2 separate regions of the Sus scrofa genome follow, and region 2 is linked to region 1. A link is a contact called in public Hi-C data. All regions are on one chromosome and are shown on one strand. The core of a region is the stretch at or near the end of the contact, and the rest is flanking DNA. Distances in the headings are between cores, read along the strand shown.

What was found. A called contact is a pair of places that touch in the nucleus more often than the background predicts.
Region 2: a Hi-C map of skeletal muscle shows a contact between it and region 1, with 4 times the contacts expected there. The contact joins the promoter of CFAP20 here to the enhancer-like site in region 1. A contact is called at or near these places in 1 of 5 promoter capture datasets (liver), 24 of 47 Hi-C or Micro-C datasets (alveolar macrophages, brain, embryonic fibroblasts and 15 more) and 2 of 2 datasets of contacts at active chromatin or transcription factors (alveolar macrophages and skeletal muscle).

The regions. Positions count from the first base shown.
Region 1 is chr6:19,780,411-19,785,063 of Sscrofa11.1, reverse strand. CNGB1 (cyclic nucleotide-gated cation channel beta-1) reads left to right here. Exons shown (of 37, transcript XM_021097533.1): 26 at 1,880-1,944; 27 at 3,088-3,210. Among named protein-coding and RNA genes, the nearest start is that of TEPP, 50 kb to the left of the region's middle. Within about 2 kb of position 2,138, at least 11 of the 83 cell types and tissues checked have an H3K27ac peak or open chromatin away from gene starts, as enhancers often do. A contact at or near this core is called in skeletal muscle and subcutaneous adipose tissue, where this site is marked.
Region 2 is chr6:19,966,651-19,971,303 of Sscrofa11.1, reverse strand. It overlaps CFAP20 (cilia and flagella associated protein 20), which reads left to right and starts at 1,957. Exons shown (of 6, transcript NM_001244786.1): 1 at 1,957-2,263. The coding sequence starts at 2,180.

The DNA.
Region 1 (4,653 bases), core at 889-3,388:
CATCTTTCTCCTTACATGATACCTGATGCCTTTCCCCCAAAGTGGCTATGAGGGAATTTACAAAAGAGACAAACACAATAACTTTAATAACCCTGAGAAATAGGGCAGAGGAAAATGGGAAGAATGTAAGTGCCCCAAAGAAAAGAAAGCACATCTTGCTAGAATTCAGCCTGAAAGCTGCTTGCAAGCTTCCTGGCTGCCCAGAGGAAGAGGGAAACTGGACGTGGCACCAGTCTTTTCTGATACATGCCAGCCTCCTGGGGCTGTTTGGTTGCTTTAGAGCCAAACATCAGAGTGCGGAGGGTTGGATCCACAGCCCACAGCCCACAGCCCAGGTGGGATCCATAGCTTGGTTCATATGGTGACAGCAAATGTAACTCATTCACCTGACATTTAGCAGGGCTCCAAGGATGTAAGTCTTTGCCTCCAAGGTGAGGGTTCAAGTCCAAGGCCTTTCTTCATCCAGTGCAAACTCCAGATGGAAATTAGAATGAACGCTTGGATGACAGTGAGCACGGCCCGCAGGGAATCTCCATCAATGTTATTTTCAAGAGTCAAACATGTGTACAGAGACCTAGAGGGAAGTGTGATGACATGAAAAGAGCTTGCAGGGTTTTTGTTTTGTTTTTATTTTTTTGTCTTTTTAGGGTAACACCCATGGCATATGGAGGTTCCCAGGCTAGGGATCCAATCGGAGCTGTAGCCTCTGGCCTACACCACAGCCACAGCAACACAGGATCCGAGCCACGTCTGTAACCTACATCACAGCTCACGGCAATGCCGGATCCTTAACCCACTGAGCAAGGCCAGGGATCGAACCCGCAACCTCATGGTTCCTAGTCGGATTTGTTAACCACTGAGCCATGACAAGAACTCTGGAAAGAGCTTGCAGTTTTGAGTCTGATCGGGGTTCAAAGCTTGACTCTGTCACTTACTGGCTGTGTGTCCCTGAGTGCCAGTTTCCTCTCTGTAAAAGGAGAACGATAATACATAACTCACATGTAAAAAAGAACCAAGGTAATGTGTATAAAGTGCTGGATCCAAGGGGCTCAGTAAAGAGCAGTTATTCTCATACTTTAAAAAAAATATATTTTTTGTCTTTTTAGGGCTGAAGCTGCAGCATATGGAGGGTCCCAGGCTAGGGGTCCAACAGAGCTGTAGGTGCCAGCCACGGCCACAGTAACGCAGGATCCAAGCCGCGTCCATAACCTGCACCACAGCTCATGTCAACACCGGGTCCTTAAGCCACTGAGCAAGGCTAGGGATCAAACCTGTATCCTCATGGATGCTAGTCGGATTTGTTTCCTCTGAGCCACAATGGGAACTCCTCTTATACTTTTATTACAAGTAAAATATTATAAATGAGCCTTTGAAGGAGATCAGTGAGGGGCATTAGGGATGTTGTTTCTTTATATAATCATTATCATTATAAGTAAACATTGAAAACAAGGTCCTTAACCTGGGCATGTACCTTAAAGTTTCATGATAGGATTCAGAGGGCCTAGGGAGTTCCCTGGTGGCACAGTGGGTTAAAGACCTGTTGTCACTGCTGCAGTGTGCATTCCATCCCTGGCCTGGGAACTTCCTCCTGTCACCAGTGCAGCCAAAAGAGGAGAAAAAAATGGATTGGGAAGATCTAGGAATCCCCTGAAGTTATATGCAAACTGTGAGCACATGATTATATGCCATTTCCAGGGAAGAGGGGCCAGGGTCCCCAGCTGGGGACCTCCCATTTTGAACGTTTGTTCTCTAAGCCCCTCCTGCAGGGATCTGCAGAGAGAAGGCTCAGTCCTGGCAGCTGTGGAAGTGGGCTGGGAGGTGAGGGCTGCCCATGCTCCACTGACAGCGGGCGGCCCTGACGCCTTCTTCTTCCTCTCAGTACCTGGCCTTCTTCGAGTTCAACAACCGCCTGGAATCCATCCTCAGCAAAGCCTATGTTTACAGGTGAGATCCTTGCACACGCGCACACACACATGCACACGCCCTGGGGAATTTGCAGCAAGAACGGAGCCACACATTCTCTACCCCCGTCACTTCCCCTTTCACCTCTCTTGGCCCCGTGGCCCCCTCACCACTGCCGCCCACCGGAAGCCCAGCCTCTTCCTGGCCCTTCTGCAAAGGGATGTTTGTGTTTTTTTTGAGAACCAGGAATGTCCTGTTTCCCCCAATTGTGAGGAGGGCGCACATAGGCTGACATGCACAGCAGCCCTGTGTTTCCAGGGAGCTGGGCCTCAGTTTGATCTTGGCTCAGGGAACTGTCCCCCCCTCAACACCAGGCCACTCAAGCACAGGGGGAGCAGCTCTAAGGACACGGTGGGCTGTCTTGCTAATGGCCAGTCTAGACCAGCCAGGCCAGGATCGCGGACAGGGCTCCTCTCGACATCTCTCATGGAGCAGCGCTTCTCTGCATGCATCTCTCCCTTCTTTGTCCCTCTGCATGGATGCGCCCCTCACCCCCACCCCCAGCCCCCAATTCCCCAGAAGTGTCTGCACGTGTAGCTCTGGGCCAATTCCAGCCCCCAGCCTTTGACAACTTTCTGTTCAAGCATCACCACTCCTAACCAACAGCGTCTCAAGAGAGCAGCATTTCGGAGTTCCTGTTGTGGCTCAGTGGTTAACGAATCTGACTAGGAACCATGAGGTCGCTGGTTCAATCCCTGGTCTTGCTCAGTGGGTTAAGGATCCGCATTGCCATGAGCTGTGGTGTAGGTCGCAGACTCGGCTCGGATCCTGCGTTGCTGTGGCTCTGGTGAAGGTAGTGGCTACAGCTCGGATTAGACCCCTAGCCAGGGAATCTCCATATGCCGTGGGAGCGGCCCTAGAAAAGGCAAAAAGACAAAAAAAAAAAAAAAAAAAAAAAAAAAAAAAAAAGGGAGACAGCAGCAGTTGGCCCAATCCAGCCACTGGCTGGTTTCCATTGGCAAGTGTCCATCCCACCAGGCAGGTGGGCAGGGCTGTAAGGCTCCACAGGGGGGTCTCTGAGGTGGGTATGGGGGGAGGTGGCCTGTTCCCTGCAGTCTGACCCTGGGGTGAGATGTCACCGCCTCCCTCTCTGCTGCTGTGTTCATGCCTTGCCTTCTTCTGCAGGGTTATCAGGACCACAGCCTACCTGCTCTACAGTTTACATGTGAACTCATGTCTGTACTATTGGGCGTCGGCCTATCAGGGCCTGGGCTCCACTCACTGGGTTTACGACGGCGTAGGAAACAGGTGAGCCGTAGTCTTGCTCCCGGGTCTTAATAATTCACGGTACTAAGCCTCCTGGAAAGGAGCCCCACCGCCACCTCGTTGCCCAGGCCACCTTGCTCCCGGGGAATCACTGTCATGATAAGGCGAAGTCCATGTCTCCTGGTCCTCGCTAATCTAACATTTCCTGAGCACCTGCCACATGCCAGGCCGAGGGGCACAGATGTGAATAAGACACACTGGAAAGATCCTTCCAGCATCCCAGAGTCTAGCGGAGTTGGGCAGTTCCACGCACATGCGCGTCCACTCCTCCACCCTGTGGGCATAGCCGAGTGGGAAGGAGGCCAGAGAATACTGCCCAGCACAGCTCCCTGGGCATCGCTGGCTGTGGAGGAGCTGGCCAACGACGTGAAATCTACTTGCCAATCCAGAAAGCTGTCGCACATTGTGGGCCGTGCTCAAATGTTGATGACGATAATAACAATAGCAGCAGGAGTTGCTGTCGTGGCTCAGCGGTATCGAACCTGACTAGATCCATGAGGATGCAGGTTCGATCCCTGGCCTCGCTCAGTGGGTTAAGGATCCAGCGTTGCTGTGAGCTGTGGTGTAGGTCACAGACGCAACTCGGATCTGGGAATCTGGTGTTGCTGTGGCTGTGGTGTAGGCTGGCAGCTGCAGTTTCAATTCCACTCTCAGCCAAGGCCTTCCGAATGCCGCAGATGCAGCCCTAAAAGGCAAAACAAAACAAAACAAACCAAGAGCAGCAGGCATAGGAGAAACACGGCAGATCGGCCTTGTTCTAAGCCCTTAACAGTAACTTAATCTCCCAACAATCACAGGGACAGACACCGTCATCTTCCCCATTTCCTCGATGAAGTAACAGATGTGAAGTGACTCCCTCAGGCTGCACAGGTCGTACCTTTGCTGGGATTTGAACCCAGGCAGCGTGGCTACAGAGTCTTAACTGCCCAGAGCTGTGAAGGGGTGGGGAGGGGGCGTGGGCAGCTCAGTTCTGAAAACTTAAGTTTGATCGTGGCCTTGGTAGGTGGAGAGAAGGGGCAGAGTATCCCCGGGGGAGGGGACAGCATGAAGACGCATGAGGAGCTGCCAGGTATTGGTTCGAGAAGCTGGGAGCAGGCCCGAGTGGCTGGAGGGCGTGAGGAAGGACCTGTGAGGGAGGAGGGGCCGGCGGCCTCTCATCGGAGGCGTCCAAGCCCGGATCTCAGCCCCCGGCCACAGCGGGCTGCCGCTCGGTGCTGGAAGTGCAGAGACCACTGAAATACGCTGCAGGTGTAGAGAACACATGGCATTTGGAGGCCAGGAAAAAACCATCTCGTTACTCATTTGTAACATATTGGTTACATGTTGATATATTCAGCTTGATATTTGGGGTTAACAGATATTACATTATTAAAATTGATGTCACCTGTTTCTTTTTGCATTTCAAAAATATGGCTACTCAAAAGT
Region 2 (4,653 bases), core at 708-3,207, 190 kb before region 1:
TTACTGACCCCATGCCTTTTCCAGAATTCATATAGTAGAAATCATAGAGTATGCAGTGTTATTGACTTCTTTCACTTAGTAATTTGCGTTTTAAGTTGTCCTCATCATTTCATGGCTTAGTAGCTCATTTATTTTTACTAAATAACATTCCAATGTCTGGGTGTACCAGTTTATTTATCTGTGCATCTTTTGAGGGACATCTTTGTTGCGTACACGTTTTGGCAATTGCAAATAAGCCTGTAATAAACATCTGTGTACAAGTTTTGTGTGGGCATAAGTTCTCAACTCCTTTGAGTAAATACAAAGGAGTGGGATTACTGAAACCTATGGTAAATGATCCAAAAATAACAGCTTCATACAAAAAAAGTTTTGACTTTCTACTGCAGTCAGATTATATTTTCCCCTCTATATCTGGAAATTCTGGTTGGATTGTTCATGTCATTGCCACAAGGATTAAACGATTTAATAAAGGCTAAAGCACTTAGTATAGTGCCTGACATGTAATAAATGCTCAATTGATCTTAGCTCTTATTAGTTGTTACAGTGATAAAGTTAGCTGCAAACTACTTTTCTGTCAGCCACATAAAACCAGCACAGGCCTGAGCAAGAGTATGATATCCAAGCAAATGCTCAATGAGTGATTGGTTTCCAACACCCGGGATTTCTTCCACACTTGAAATAGCATAGCTTATTTTATGCTTTTTAAAAAAACATTCTGGAGTTCCCATTGTGGCTCAGTGGGTTGAGAACCCAATGTAGTCTCCAAAAGGATGCGGGTTGGATCCCTGGCCTTGCTCAGTGTGTTAAGGACCTGGCATTACAAGTTGCAGATGTGGCTGAGATCCAGTGTTGCTGTGGCTATAGCAAAGGCCTGCAGCTGCAGCTCCGATTTGACCCACTTCCTTATGCCACAGGTGAGGCATAAAAATAAATATTTTTAAAAATTAAACAATGTTGGAGTTCCCATCGTGGTGCAGCAGAAATGAATCTGACTAGGAAACATGAGGTTGGGGGTTTGATCCCTGGCCTTGCTCAGCGGGTCAAGATCCAGCATTGCTGTGAGCTATGGTGTAGGTCTCAGACAGGCTCGGATCCTGCGTTGCTGTGGCTGTGGTGTAGGCTGGCAGCTGTAGCTCTGATTAGACCTCTAGCCTGGGGACCTCCATATGCTGCAGGTGCGGCCCTAAAAAGACCAAAAGGAAAAAAAAAATGTTCTAAGAACTAATTGATTAAAACCCTGCTGCTAATTCAACCTATTCAAATGTATTTTAATTGCATTAATTTCTGCTTTTATCTTAATGTTCAGACCTTGTTTTCTAATCATGCATTTAAGGTGATAAATTTTCCTTGAAGTATTGCTTTGACCACATACCACAAGTTAAGATATCTGGTGTATTCATAGTGATCCTGTTAATAATTAAAGCAATGATGCCTTTAAGACATTTAATGTAGTTAGTGCGCATGTACTGGTTAGCTGCTTTAACCTTATCAAATAATGCCAAAGAGCATTATTTGTTATTTGCAGGAAACCAGGCAAGCACTTCCTTACATCCAAGCCACCCGTGCCTTTCCCCACTTTTCTTTCGCGCTAGTAACTCCTACTGTCCCCTAAGGGGGCGGGGCCTGGACTTCACGCCTCTGACTCCACCCCCTCCAGGTTCCCATGACACTGGGCAGATGCTAACAACTCATTCTATAACCTTGTGTCTCCTTCCGCTTTCTAGAAGCCGCTCTGAGACAACGATGGGAAAATAGTCCCTTGGCAACGAGGTTCTTTTTTCCAGACGGCGGAACTAGGGCGGGGCTTAAGAGCGGAAGAAACAGGAAGTCCGTGATCCCTGTGGCAGGATTGGGCCCCGCTCTCTCGGGGGCGAGCTCAAGCTGGCGGAGGGATCCACCTCTGGCGGCGGGCGGCCCACCGCCTCTATTTAAGGAAGGGAGAGAGGCGCAGGCGGCAGTTGCTGTGGTGTCGGTGCTGAGGCGGCTTCGTTCTTCTGCTAGTGAGCCTCGCGGATGTAGCGTCCCGCGTCTAAGTCCTGCTGTCTGCGGCTACCAATTGGGAGGTCAGGAGCGCAGGGTACTTTCTTTGGGCCAGAGCCGGCCCCCTTTTTTGCCTTCGCCACTAAGTGAAGCCATTTAGGTCAGCTTCCGCGCGGCTGAGGAGAAGGCCGCCGGCGATATGTTCAAAAACACGTTCCAGAGCGGCTTCCTCTCCATTCTCTACAGCATTGGCAGCAAGCCCCTGCAAATCTGGGACAAAAAGGTCAGGGACTGGGGGCGGTGGCGGGGCGGGGTCCGCGGGCTGGGCCTGGTGTGGCGGGTAGTTATGTGGAGCTGGGGGAAGGCCGGGCGGTCGCTGCTGTGCCCCGTCCCCAGCCTGGCGTGACTGAGGGTCGACGAGGGAGCGTCGTGTAAGCAGCTGGAGTGCATGTGGAGTGGGCGTGGCTGGGCTTTAAGTGACCTGCGGCCGTGGTCCAGTTAGGACAGTGGTCCCTCTTTGCAGATTTGACTGGGTCACTGGATTCCTAACCTTCGGTTTCTGCATCTATAATATGGTGGGGTTGAATAGTGCCCGTTTCACAGCGTTGAAAAGCGTAAACTCACGTGATGTTGCTTTGGGGACGTGCACATGAATTGCTGTTCACTGATTTCACAAACATTTACTGATACCCTGTATTGTGCCAGGCCCTATGCTCGGCACTAGACACAGAACCTTTGTTCCAGGCGCCCTTACAGAGGCAAAGCCAGGACTCAGTTATGTTTGGGTTTCATTCATTTGCTCCCTTCCTCCCACTGATCCCGAACAAGCCAGAATTCGGTGGCCCTTGGCACTTGCTCCACACTCACTGTGACTTGGGGTCTGTACTCTGCCTTTCCTTATTTCTCCATCAGGAAAATTGCAAAATGGTGATAACGTCTTGTTTGGGTTAACAAGCACAGACCCAGGTAAAACATCTTGTTTTTTTTTTTTGTCTTTTTGCTATTTTTTGGGCCGCTTCCACGGCATATGGAGGTTCCCAGGCTAGGGGTCTAATGGAGCTGTAGGCGCCGGCCTACGCCAGAGCCACAGCAACACCGGGTCCGAGCCTCGTCTGCAAACTACACCACAGCTCATAGTAACGCCAGATCCCCAACCCACTGGGCCAGGCCAGGGACCGAACCCGCAACCTCATGGTTCTTAGTTGGATTTGTTAACCACTGAGCCACGACGGGAACTCCTAAAACCTCTTCTTCATCATCACTCAGGTGTCAGCTGCATGATACTTTCACTGACCCCACGAAATGGTGACCTTGTCCATTTTTTGGAAGTTTTGAGCAGGGGGCATGTGTGTTTTGCAAGTACAGGTTGGTCTGCATTTGATTACTTTGATATTTTCTTTCTTATGCAAATTCCCAGGCAGTCTGTACCCTTCTTTGAAAAGAAGTTAATATAAGTGGAAGACAGGTGATTTAGGGTATAACCTTAGTACTGCCTCCTCTTGGGAAAATGGAGAGAGGTGGTGTGCTGACTGCTGTTTTTATAGAGATGGATATGGGATAGTCCAAATAAGCAGTTTATTGGTAATGAGGTAAAGAATTTTGGATTTCACCTCAGAACAATTCCCTGTCTCCCCTTAGCGGAAAATGAGAGTTTTGTTTGGGCCACATAGAGACTTGGGGATAATACGGACAGCCTCCTGCCTGTCCCCATTAGGCATTCTGAGAGCAGCTGTGGAGATGGTATGTTTACAGTGTCATTTTTATAAGATAGTTGAGAGATCTGAATAGAATTAGTTTGGCCTTATGCATATGTGAAAAACCTGACCCGCTCTCCTCTTTCACAGTGATTCTATCTACAAGCTAGAGCTAATGCCAAGAGTTCCTTATTTCAGAGGAAAGCAGTTCCTTAAGTGTTTTCCTACATCATTGAGCTTTTCAGTCCATGGTTTTGTTCACAGTGGAATAAAAACCATTGTAAACTCTGAAATTTTACCTCTGCAAAGAGAACCCGGAATGAGTGTACCTGGAAACTTTGTAAGGATGATGGCTTCTCGGCTGTGGCTTCACTGAGTTATGGACAGTCAAAAGGCATGGAGAGAGTGGATTGTATGCCAGTTGAACTTGGAATTGTAACAGAAGTGTCAGTATGAGGCAGTTGAATTAGAGAATGGGAATTGATCTTGGAGGAGAGGTTTTCAGAGCAGGTCAGAGAATTTACTGACATTGCAAGAATTCCAGTGGTAGGGCCGTCTCAGCATTTCTGTTAGGTGAAACTTTTATCAAAGTTGTCCTGTTTTAACCTTTCTGGAGTTGATCTTTTGCAGTGTGTTTTGTTTTCCAAATGCAGCTTTTTGGCTAGTCAACATGTTTACACATGGAATATAAAAGCAAAGTAACCATGGTGCATCATGTCCCTTAGCAACGCCGCTAGAGGTCAGATGGTACCCTAATGACATAAGCATGTGTGAAAACATCAACTGGCAGGATTATGTGGAGTAAACCGAGCAGGCAATTTGACAAAGAAAATCTTTAGAAGAATCCTCATTTTAAGCAAAATTTTCATAATATAAAAAGTAAATTATATGTGCTGTTCTTCTAATTTAGACTAGATTGAAAGGTACTTATCTGTGAAGTTTTTTTTCCCTTGTTGCAAAGGAAGGAAAAGGAGGAAAA